2 separate regions of the Mus musculus genome follow, and region 2 is linked to region 1. Evidence: chromatin contacts called from public Hi-C data. All regions are on one chromosome and are shown on one strand. Each heading gives the region's core, a stretch centred on a gene start, on an enhancer-like site or on the middle of the called end of the contact. The rest is flanking DNA. Distances are from core to core; before and after follow the strand shown. Region 1 overlaps Pibf1 (progesterone immunomodulatory binding factor 1). Region 2 has its middle 54 kb from the start of Gm22970.

The links. Hi-C and Micro-C count contacts between places; a contact is called where the count stands out from the background.
Region 2: a Hi-C map of pancreatic cancer cells shows a contact between it and region 1, with 3 times the contacts expected there. The contact joins two enhancer-like sites. A contact is called at or near these places in 1 of 15 datasets of contacts at CTCF or cohesin (the NIH/3T3 cell line), 1 of 484 Hi-C or Micro-C datasets (pancreatic cancer cells) and 1 of 9 other capture datasets (embryonic stem cells).

What each region holds. Positions count from the first base shown.
Region 1 is chr14:99,139,966-99,145,060 of GRCm38.p6, reverse strand. Pibf1 (progesterone immunomodulatory binding factor 1) reads right to left here. Exons shown (of 18, transcript NM_029320.3): 9 at 4,399-4,524. Among named protein-coding and RNA genes, the nearest start is that of Dis3, 43 kb to the right of the region's middle. Within about 2 kb of position 2,625, at least 49 of the 459 cell types and tissues checked have an H3K27ac peak or open chromatin away from gene starts, as enhancers often do. A contact at or near this core is called in pancreatic cancer cells, where this site is marked.
Region 2 is chr14:99,824,887-99,829,981 of GRCm38.p6, reverse strand. No RefSeq gene overlaps it. Among named protein-coding and RNA genes, the nearest start is that of Gm22970, 54 kb to the right of the region's middle. Within about 2 kb of position 3,056, at least 9 of the 459 cell types and tissues checked have an H3K27ac peak or open chromatin away from gene starts, as enhancers often do. A contact at or near this core is called in pancreatic cancer cells, where this site is marked.

The sequences.
Region 1 (5,095 bases), core at 1,376-3,875:
ACCTTGATATTGAATGTCTCAGCTTCCAGAGCAGCGAGATAATCAATTCCCATTCATTATAAATTACCCGATCTTTAACGATTTATTTATTTATTATGTATACAGTGTTCTGTCTGCATGTATACCTTCTGCATGCCAGAAGGGGGTGCCAGATCTCATTACAGATGGTTATGGGCTACCATGTGGTTGTTGGGAATTGAACTCAGGACCTCTGGGGACAGCAGCCAGTGCTCTTACCCTCTGAGCCATCTCGCCAGCCCTCAGGTATTCTTTGAATGTAGCAAAAATAGTGCTTACATGGAATTTTATACTTTCTAGCTGTGACTATGAACTCAAAGTAGGTAACCAATTCATATGAAATTAAACACACATACAAGAGAAGTCCATAGGCATGAGAAATTTACGAAACAAAACTACTCATTAAGATTCATCAAGGTGCTGCAGTTTAAACAGTGGTCAGCAATTACTATTAAAATGAAAGTGAATAAATATGGTGGGTGGTCAGCCGAGTAGCTTCTGCATCAGTGTCGAGGCTCAGCCCTGATCAGTCCATTAGAAACCTCTGTGAAGGCTTTCCTGTAACAACTTAGCCTCATCCTGCTCTCCCAGGCTCCCCCACTGCGCACAGAACTATGCACAAAGCATGTGTATGTAAACTCTTGCACAACGGGGAACTCACCTTCAGTCTATGTGGGACAGCCTACACATCGCAAAGTAAGTATTAGTGACAGGAAGAACCACCTGAGGCACATGGGGTAATAACAAAGGAGAGCTGCAACAAAGGCCATCCCAGCTGCTCACAGTCCACCAAGTTACCTGCAGACCCCTTCACTCCCAATAATCCAGCTAAAAAGACCAAAAACTCAAAGATAAAATAGAGAAAAAGACTTAAATATTTTCACAGAAATTTCAAAATTATACATTTTATTTGGTAAGATATGAACAAGAGGAGTACTAGTTGAAGCACTAACGAGGAGACTCACTTTTAAAATGTAGGATGGAATCTCTGTAATCTAGCTCCAAATTCATCTACTGGGCAGGTTAAATAGATTCAACTGATCTCGTAAATAAATCCAGATTCAAGATAGAAAGCTGTTTCATAGCACCAATTTTCTATGGAAATGTCATGTTTGTCACTGAGGCTTCTTGTGGCCTTTGGGACAGTCCACTGTGATCAAGACAGCACTAACAGGAAGGAAATACAATCACGAAGCAACACTGCACTAATGGCCACACTTAGAAGCACCGCTCAGTCGCCTCTGCACTGCGGCCTCCCTTTCACACAACTGTGAGCTGCTGCAGTTCCAGACTCTGCAGCAAGCAGAGCCTAGTGAATGCGCCTAAGAAACTCACAGCCTGGACTACACGAGTTTCTTTTCCGTGCTATGAGAACATCTCACATTCCAGGGAGTTGTGTGTTCTGGAAAAATTCAAGCACCTTAGTTTATTGCCCCTTTATTATCTCTCAGAGGTGCTTAGGAAACAAGTCATTGTGTAGACCTTCTAGATTTCCTAACAGTGGACTTTAATGTAACACTCTCATGTACCAGTTAGCTTTTATATAATAACCATTTTACGTAAATTGTCATCATATAAATGATTTTTATTATACACAGGCAAAAGGCATAAACATACCTATACTCATTACGTATTTTATCACTTACAATGCACTTCTCACATTTCCTTCCTAATTCAGACCTCATGGGCCCTTCTACCAGCTCATTCTTATAAAGAGGAAAGAAAACTCACGGTTAGGCAGTCGCTTTCCCCCCACTAGCAAGTGCTGTGAGGGACAGGACCTAAGTTTAGTCTTTTTGCTCAAAATCTTTCACTCATGGAATACTGTCTTTTCTTTTTAAGAAAGGGGTTGGGCAACCTCTTGAATACTGGCGTTGAACGTATGCACCTCAATTTGTGGAAAATGTCTTATTTCAAAACATGCAAGAGGGACTGTAGCCTTTACAAAGACCTAGTAAGCAAGTTATTTACATAATAATTCTTACCACTGAACTGAGTTTCTCTCATTCTGCCTCCTGCTACCAAGGTATTTCTCTACTCTTAGCTGCTTACGCTCTTCAAAAGGTAATGCAACTATAAGGAGGCGAGGCTAAAGACTAAAGACTTGCTATAGTTTAACTCATAATGTAATACACAGCCAGCTTAATTTACCTTGTTCAAAACAAAACTAATTGTTTGTTTGTTTTTCAAGATAGAGCTTTTCTGTGTAACTGCCCTGGCTGTCCTGGAACTTGCTTTGTAGACCAGGCTGGCTTTGAACACATGCTCATAGAGATTGGCCTGTTTCTGCCTCCTGAATGCTGAGATTAAAGCCATGTGCCACCACACCTGGCTTGAATTTTGTTCTTTTATAAGGAATATTAAAGTCTTTCTTTAATCATTTTAAGTTGTAAGGTTTCAAAAGAACTTACACCTTGTTAAGGACTTAAAGGGACAGAAGTTATAGATATATTTCAGATCTGCCATAGTGAGGATTCAGTCACATAAGTACCGGGACAGAGTCCTGTGAAGTGAAAAACAATAAAAGCAAGCTTGTACATTCAAAAGCTACTAAGGTGTCCCCGAGCCGGCACAGCATTGCGCTGCACTTTGGCGCCATCTGGTGGCAACTGTGTCACAGTGTTAATACCTTACAGGTCAATCTAAAACCCTGTGGTTGAAGCGCCTGGGTCCGATCCCATCAATTTTCTGGTTAGGCGGTATGATGGTTAGTTTTAATTGCCCACTCAACAAAGCCCAGAATCACTTGGGAAGAGTGTACATGAGCTGTTGTCTAGATCAGGTTGGCGCGTGAGGGGACTGTCTTGACTGCATTAATTGATGTGGGAGGCCCCATTTCCCAGCTTAGGCCCCAGAACTCTGTAATGAGAGTGCAGGCTGAGCACTCACAGTGCATAATTTACTCTCGTGCTCTCACCTGCAGATGGGGCTTGCTTTGACTTCCCAGCAGGACGGACTTGTGAGCTAAAATGAACCCTTCTCTCCTAAGCTGTTTTTTGTCAGGGTATTGTGTCCCTTCAGAAATGAAGCCTAAACAGAAAGTTTCCATTCACTGTGAATGAGGATCCAGAGCAGCCCTGGGGATGAGCACAGCAGGCTCTGACTATCCTTCTGCTGACTTCGCCTGCTGCCCAGTTTTCTAGTCAGCTTTGCCAACCTATCTACCTATCTATCTCTCCTAGTCGGGGAGAGAGTCAATACATGTAAACGTATGCTATGCTAGGATGTATTTGAAATGATTCTCTTTGTTCTTGTTTTTTGATGGACAACTGAAACATCACGAAACTGTCACAATAAGTACATAGTAAAATAATATATAGTAATGGCTATTGTTTAGGGAAAATCATGCTGTACTATAGAACTATGCCATAAATTTTAAGGTTATGTAAACAAAAGCCTACAAAATGCCTACAATATGCCTAGGAGAAATGAATGAACCACAAAACTAAATAGTAATTATTTATATAATACATATTATCTTTGCCAGAGTTCTCTGTCATGCACAGACCTTTCTCTTGGTAAGGTAAGATTTGTGAATTCACTACTATTTGGATATCCCACAGATACTTCCAGTGAAACTAAATTCAGTTTCTACTAAGGCCTTTTATTTTTCTAATGTTTTAGCAAGTTTAATCACTACCCACTAAGCTGGTCAACATGGGATCTGATCTCTTACCCCTAACCCACTAGGGCTTGCTGGGCCCATCTGCAGATCATTGTGCCCATTTAGGCTGAGTGATACCCTAGTTGGTAACGTGTTTAGGTGGAAAAATGAGGACACCAGGGAAAGGGAAAAACGGAAGCGAAGAAAGGAAGAAGGAAGTGAAGGAAGGAGGAAGGAAACAAGAGAAGACAGAAAGCAGGAAGTAGTTTAAATGCCAGATTAACTTTAGAGTAAGCATATGAGAACAACTGTCAGTGAAATAAGTGCATTCATTTAATCTTCCAATGCTCCCAGTTACTAGGGGGACCTAGCATATAACAATTCAAAAGTAACTGTGGGAATAAAAATATTCCTCAATGTTATCTGATATAATATCTTTCAGGATACATAAAATATATAACATTGCATATTTTACTATTTCAATTTTCACAAGTATACAAGAGAAATGGTTGGGATAACTTTTGGTGTCTTGGCATTTACTAATTTTTCTCTTATTCTTGTCTTTAAACTGAGGTAACAGGAAACAGACACATTAGGAAAGACCTAAAGTATGATAAGCCTTGTTGTAATTAGCCATCAAAGAATTTAGAATGTTAACATTCCCATTAAATTTATATTTACAACTATGAAGAAAGAGGTCTCAAAAACAGCATTTAATTTCAGTAAAATTATTATAATCCCAAACAGGCTTGCTCAATCTCTCTCTCCCTTTTTACCTGTTTTCTCGTTCATACATTTCCCTAGAGGCACTTCGAAGCTGATCAATTTCTAGATTAGTTTTCAATTTGATTTGTTCCAGTTCATCATGTAGTTTATTTTCATATTCTGTTTTATAATGGTCTCTGCAAAGACAAAAGAAAAAGTCACAGTTTTCCCTCATGAAAAAAAAAATAAGCTCTTGTTCTCCAGGTAAGATTTTAATATATTGGATGAAGTATGCTTTTACAGTGTGTTTAGAAAACTTAGCCATTTTAGAATACCTAAAAACACTGTTTCAGAAATGTTGAGCAGGTAAAGACAAAATTTTTAACTTAAAAATTGTTCTTTTATTTTTACTTCATGTGCATAGATATTTGCCTGCATCTATGTGCACCCTATGCATGCAGTACTCAGGTGGCCAGATGGTGTCAGAGTCCCAGACTGGATTTACAGATGGTGACAGCGTTGTCACCTGTGAGCCCCAGTGTGGTACTGGAAATTGAATACAGGTTCTCTGAAAAACAGCCAGTGTTGAAAAACAGCTCTTAACCGTTGAGCCATCTCTCCATCACCAAATGCTGACATTTTAGTTTTGCTGATCAATAGAGATAGTCTGAGGATTATGAGGGCTATTAGCATAGCAGTACATATTTAGCAAGAGAGAGAAGGTCGACGTGAGATGCAGGCAGTCTGAGTCCAAGACCTGGGATCTGA
Region 2 (5,095 bases), core at 1,807-4,306, 680 kb before region 1:
AACAATGCAACTAACATTTTCTTCAAAAAAAACCCTAAGAATTATTATTAATAATTAGAATGCACACATTTATCCTAGTATGAATTTTTTTTTATTTCATCCTAGGTTTACTGTGTTGCCAAGGCTGTCTTTTAACTTAGAGTTTAAGCAATCCTCCTGTGTCAGCCTCCTGAGTGTTGAGATTACTAGTGTGAGAAACTGCATTAGGTCTGCCGCTTGTCTCTGCGCTGGGGAGTTTTGGAATTGCCTCCTTTTGATGGTCCAGGAAACGTTCTTTTACATAAACCCAAGGAAGAGAAGACATTGCAAAGTCAAAATATTCTGTTCCTAGCAGTGATGTTTCATAAGCCTAGATCGTGAATGAGACAGAAGACTAGAGCAATTGCTCATGGAGGAAATGATGTAACTGCATTTTAATTAAAATTTGTTTAAAAGAAAAAATTCCTGCCCCAGGCAAAAGATTGTCTTGGATAAGAATGGAGAATCTCAAAAACCAGAAGTGAAATGTAGACATGTGGTAGCTGGGAAGGGGGCTGTGGCCTACTTCTGTGAAGCCAGCGCCTGTTGAAGTGTGAGCCATAGAACCCAGGATGCAGTCGGAGGGCACACAGATAAAGCCAACCTGAGTTCCTGGCCTTTGCAGTAGGAAAGAGTCTCCACCATGCACAGACTCTCCTCAAGGCAAGGAGAACGATGGGCTAGACCGGCCCCCGAGCGCTCAACCCACCCCTCTGTTCAGAAAGATAAAACATGATTCCATGCACCCAAAGAGAATGTGCATAGCAAACTCACAGCAAATCCAACAAGAAGTCTGAGGTGTTGGATGGAGAAAAGTGTGCGTGCGGCCCTTCCTCCCTCCAGCCCTTGTTCAGGCCTCAATACCCACTCACAGAGAGTGGAGTGACCGCGTGAATGGGGAGTATGTTCTGTGTTAGCTGAAATTGAATCTTTAAGATTTGGTTACATGGGGAACAAAAATAAACACAGTTCAGTTAGAATAAAGAAATTCCCTGGGGGAGCTAGAGAAAGGACCCAAGGAGCTGAATGGGGTTTGCAGCCCACTAGGAGGAACAACAATATGAACTAACCAGTACCCCCAGAGCTCCCAGGGACTAAAACACCACCCAAAGAGTACACATGGAGGGACTCAAGGCTCCAGCCGCATGTGTAGCAGAGGATGCCCTTGTCTGGCATCAATGGAAGGAGAGGCCCTTGGTCCTGTGAAGGCTTGATGCCCCAGTGTGGGGGAAGGCCAGGACAAGGAAGCAGGAGTGGGTGGATTAGTGAGCAGGGGAAGGGGGGCAGTAAGGGAGGGGGGTGGAGGGGAAGCCAGGAAAGGTGATAACATTTGAAATGTAAATAAAGAAAATATCTAATAAAAAAATAGAAAAAAGAAATTCCCTGTACACGAATTTATAAAGACTTTCTTTTTGCCTACCACACACAAATTACTGTTTATTGGGCATGGATATATATTTTCTCCAAATAGGAAAATAGTTACTTTATTTTTAAAAAATTCAACTCAAAAGTAACAATGTGCTCCAATTAGTTGACATGTAAAATGGCTTTAAGTAACGTTTCAGGAAAGATGGTAACTTCTCTTTCAAATGAAAAACTGTTGTGAGGAACAATCTCTGTCTTAAAATATTTTAATGTAAAACTTGTGTTGGTATTGTGTTTTTGGATTTGAAGACCCAATCATCCCCCATACATTCCCTTCTCACATCCTGTGCTAGGAACTTTCCAGAAACTCTTGCTGCAGTGAGGTCCTCTGTAGAAGACCTCCCAGCTTCCTGTGGGACATGTCCCTGCTGTCAATGAAGTGCATTCTCATTCTCTTATTTGAATCCAAATTGCTCTCCCAGTTCTCTGTCTTATTATTTACACATTTCTGATGTCCCTGTTTTTATTCCCCGATGTGTGTTACTCACTTCCTACTAACTAATGTATGATTATTTATAGTTTCTCTTTTGTTCAGCAAAGGACCGTGGGGTCAGCTCCTCTGCTATACATGGGCGATGTTGTGCAGTCACACAGAGGTTTTGGGCTCCTCTGATCTCCAGCACCTACTGACTGTGGGACTTCAGGCAAACCATTTAATATCCCTCACTTTCCTATTTTACAACATGGAGATGGTAGCTCATGCCGCCTAGAATCAGGAGAAGTCAATGTCACACGCATAGAATTCGTATAGTAGCTTCTGGCAAATACTGATCGAGAAATGCCAACTATTACTATCGTTTGGCCTGGCATAAGGAACCTGTCATCCCCCTTTCATCCACAGATGATCTTTTTCTTCCCTTTGTGCTGTTATTCCTTAAGCGCTTGTGGAATGTCTCCTGAATAAAGCACTCATCACTTGCTAGTTGTTTTCAGTTCTATAAATGTTAATTAAATCCATAACATGTACCAGAAACCACAGGAGTAAGACAACAGAATGAATAAAATGTGCTCTTTTCTTCATCTGACAGCTTAGAAGAGGCCCAGTTAACACCTTCGCATTTGCACATGTTGAATTGGTAGGGAATATTTGAGAGACTAGTTACTGAAGGCTTCTTGGTGTGACGGAGCATTGGAACGACCCTGAACCCAGTGAGGAATACTGGCAAGCCTGTCTAGAATATAAGAAGAACTCAGAGCACAAAAAGGAACAGCATGAAACCATGGTGTGTTGATAGGAATGTGCTCCATTTAACCTTTGTGGAAATTAGAGAAACAATCCAAATAGCCACGTCGACTTGAACCTAAAGACAAGTTGTTAACCAAGTTCACAAACTTGGTTACATAAAATATGGCTTATTCTCCTGCCTAGATAAATGTATCTTCATAATATTCTAGCAGGCTGAGCTGAAATTCAGAATTCTAGAACTTTCTGGAATTCCAGGTTCAAAAATACAGTGAGCTAGCTGTCAGCTCATAGCCCACTGCTGAGCTGAATAGCCATGACTGTCCAAAGTCATGTTGTAACTTTAATCACTAGTGTGATGTTAGAGCCTTTCAGACAGAGGGTGGAGCTCCAGTGATGGGACTAATGTCGTTCTAGACAGACCTGCCAGCTCCTAGATCAGGACCTTCCCAGCCTGCAGAACTGTGAGCAACAAATGCCTGTGGTTTAAGTCATGTGGTCTGTGGTATTTATTGTAGCACCTCAAACAAAAGGATACACCCACCATCTCTTTCTTAAACCTGGCTCCACAGGCCAACCCCATCTCTGGAAATGCTGTTAATATTTATCCCTTGGCCAATATACCTCAGTCCTGCCCAGAAGTACTATTGATGCTACAGAGTATAAATTCAGGGAAGTGACCTATGTCAGTGTTGGAAAGACTTTTGGCCATTTCCCAGGGAGACCGGAATACCAGGCATCCACAAGGTGAAGCACAAGAGAAAACCTGAATTGTTAGTATATTAGTTTACTTAGCTACATGATTCTTCCTCTATGTGCAAGATCAAGAAGCCCTAGTTGCAATCCCTCCATCTCTACAGATCAGATCTGGGGATGTCTCAGACATCCCGACAGCAGAATGGTCCTGATGGCAAATTATACTTCTCACATCCTGCTAACAATGAAAAGAGAGGCAGGGGAGTGGGGTGAAAGGCTGGAGCTCTAGACAAGAGCCAATGCCATGTTTTTCTTATTTAGGAGGAGCCGGATTTTAATCTGTCAGGTATTTGGAATCTTTGAAATGTTTTAAATAAAGAGTTGTCATAACGTTTTCCTAGAAAAGTATGTTATCAGTTGTTTGGAAGATAGCCTGAAAACCAAGAGAGGGAATCAGACAGGGGAAGGGGGATGAGTTTTGGAACAATTTGCCAAGAGATGAAGCTGAATTCTACAGAGCCAAAAAACTAGTACAACACGTGTTCTAGAGGGAAAAATGATATAAGTGTTTATCATTTGGGGATGGGAGTGGGAGGTTATGGGAAATGGAGGACAGAGAGAGCCCGTGAATGGTTCCCATACTCGGTTCAGTGGTGATGCATTCGTCTTCTATTGTAACAAACGGATACACACTCACCAGCTTAAAAACAACAGCAGTGGATTCCTCACAGTTCATCTCAGTTGCATCCTCTGATCAGAATCCTGCAAAGCTGAACCCAAGTGCTGGCAGGGCTCCATCCCTTTGGGGAAGGTCTAAGAAGGCGTATGCTGTTGAATCCACTTGAGTTGAGAAATGAATCCCTCCAAGTTGTAGCGCTAAGGTCTCATGTGTTAACTAAGGCAAGGCTTTGGTCCCAGGGGCAGCACAGTGCTTACATTCTTCCCCCATGGCTTTTCCATTGATGGAGGAGTATCTTCCTTCACACCACATCTTTCTTTTCTGTTGGATCTCCCCGTTTCATCCGTCTTCTGTATCGCTGTTCTGCCTCCTTCTGGGTTCATAAGGACTCACGATATTACAAAATGGGTCCTATCAGTACACTATTGAATGATCTCGTGTTGTAGCACTTAAGCATAATATCACATCTAGAAAATTCTTTATGCTATGTGATGCCATAGACTGATAGGCTTCAAGAACTAGAGATAGTCATATTTAGAGAAATATTCTTTTTTGATAGACATTTTAAAAAAAAGTTCTGTCCCTACATGTCCCTTGCCTAAGCACCATTAGCTGGCTGCTGGAAGAACTTTAGTAAGATTCTAGTCTTCTAAATTTCTGGTTCAGACCATCTATGATGACATTATTTAGGAAGTTTTGAATTCTACCTCCTCAATTCCGCCCTAGTGCTCTCTACTAAAAGCCTTACTTATTTTCTTCCTTAAGTCTGTGGGATTATGAAGTAATGTCCCTGTCATAGTTTAGCAGTCAATGCACGCATACCTACAGTGATCAGTAAGAGGAACTTCAACCGAAGAATTGCCTGGATCAGACTGGCTCGGGGACATACATGTGAGCCATTTTCCTGATTTCTTATTGATATAGGAGGGTCCAGACCACTGTGGGTAGGACCATCCTTACGCAGATGAACTGGAACTATGCAAGGACTGAAACTGAGTGTGAATCAGAGAGTAAGCTAGTAAGCAGCATCCCTCCGTGGACCCTGCTTCCATTCCTGCCTCCAGTTATGTGCTTTGGGCTCCTGTCCTGACTTC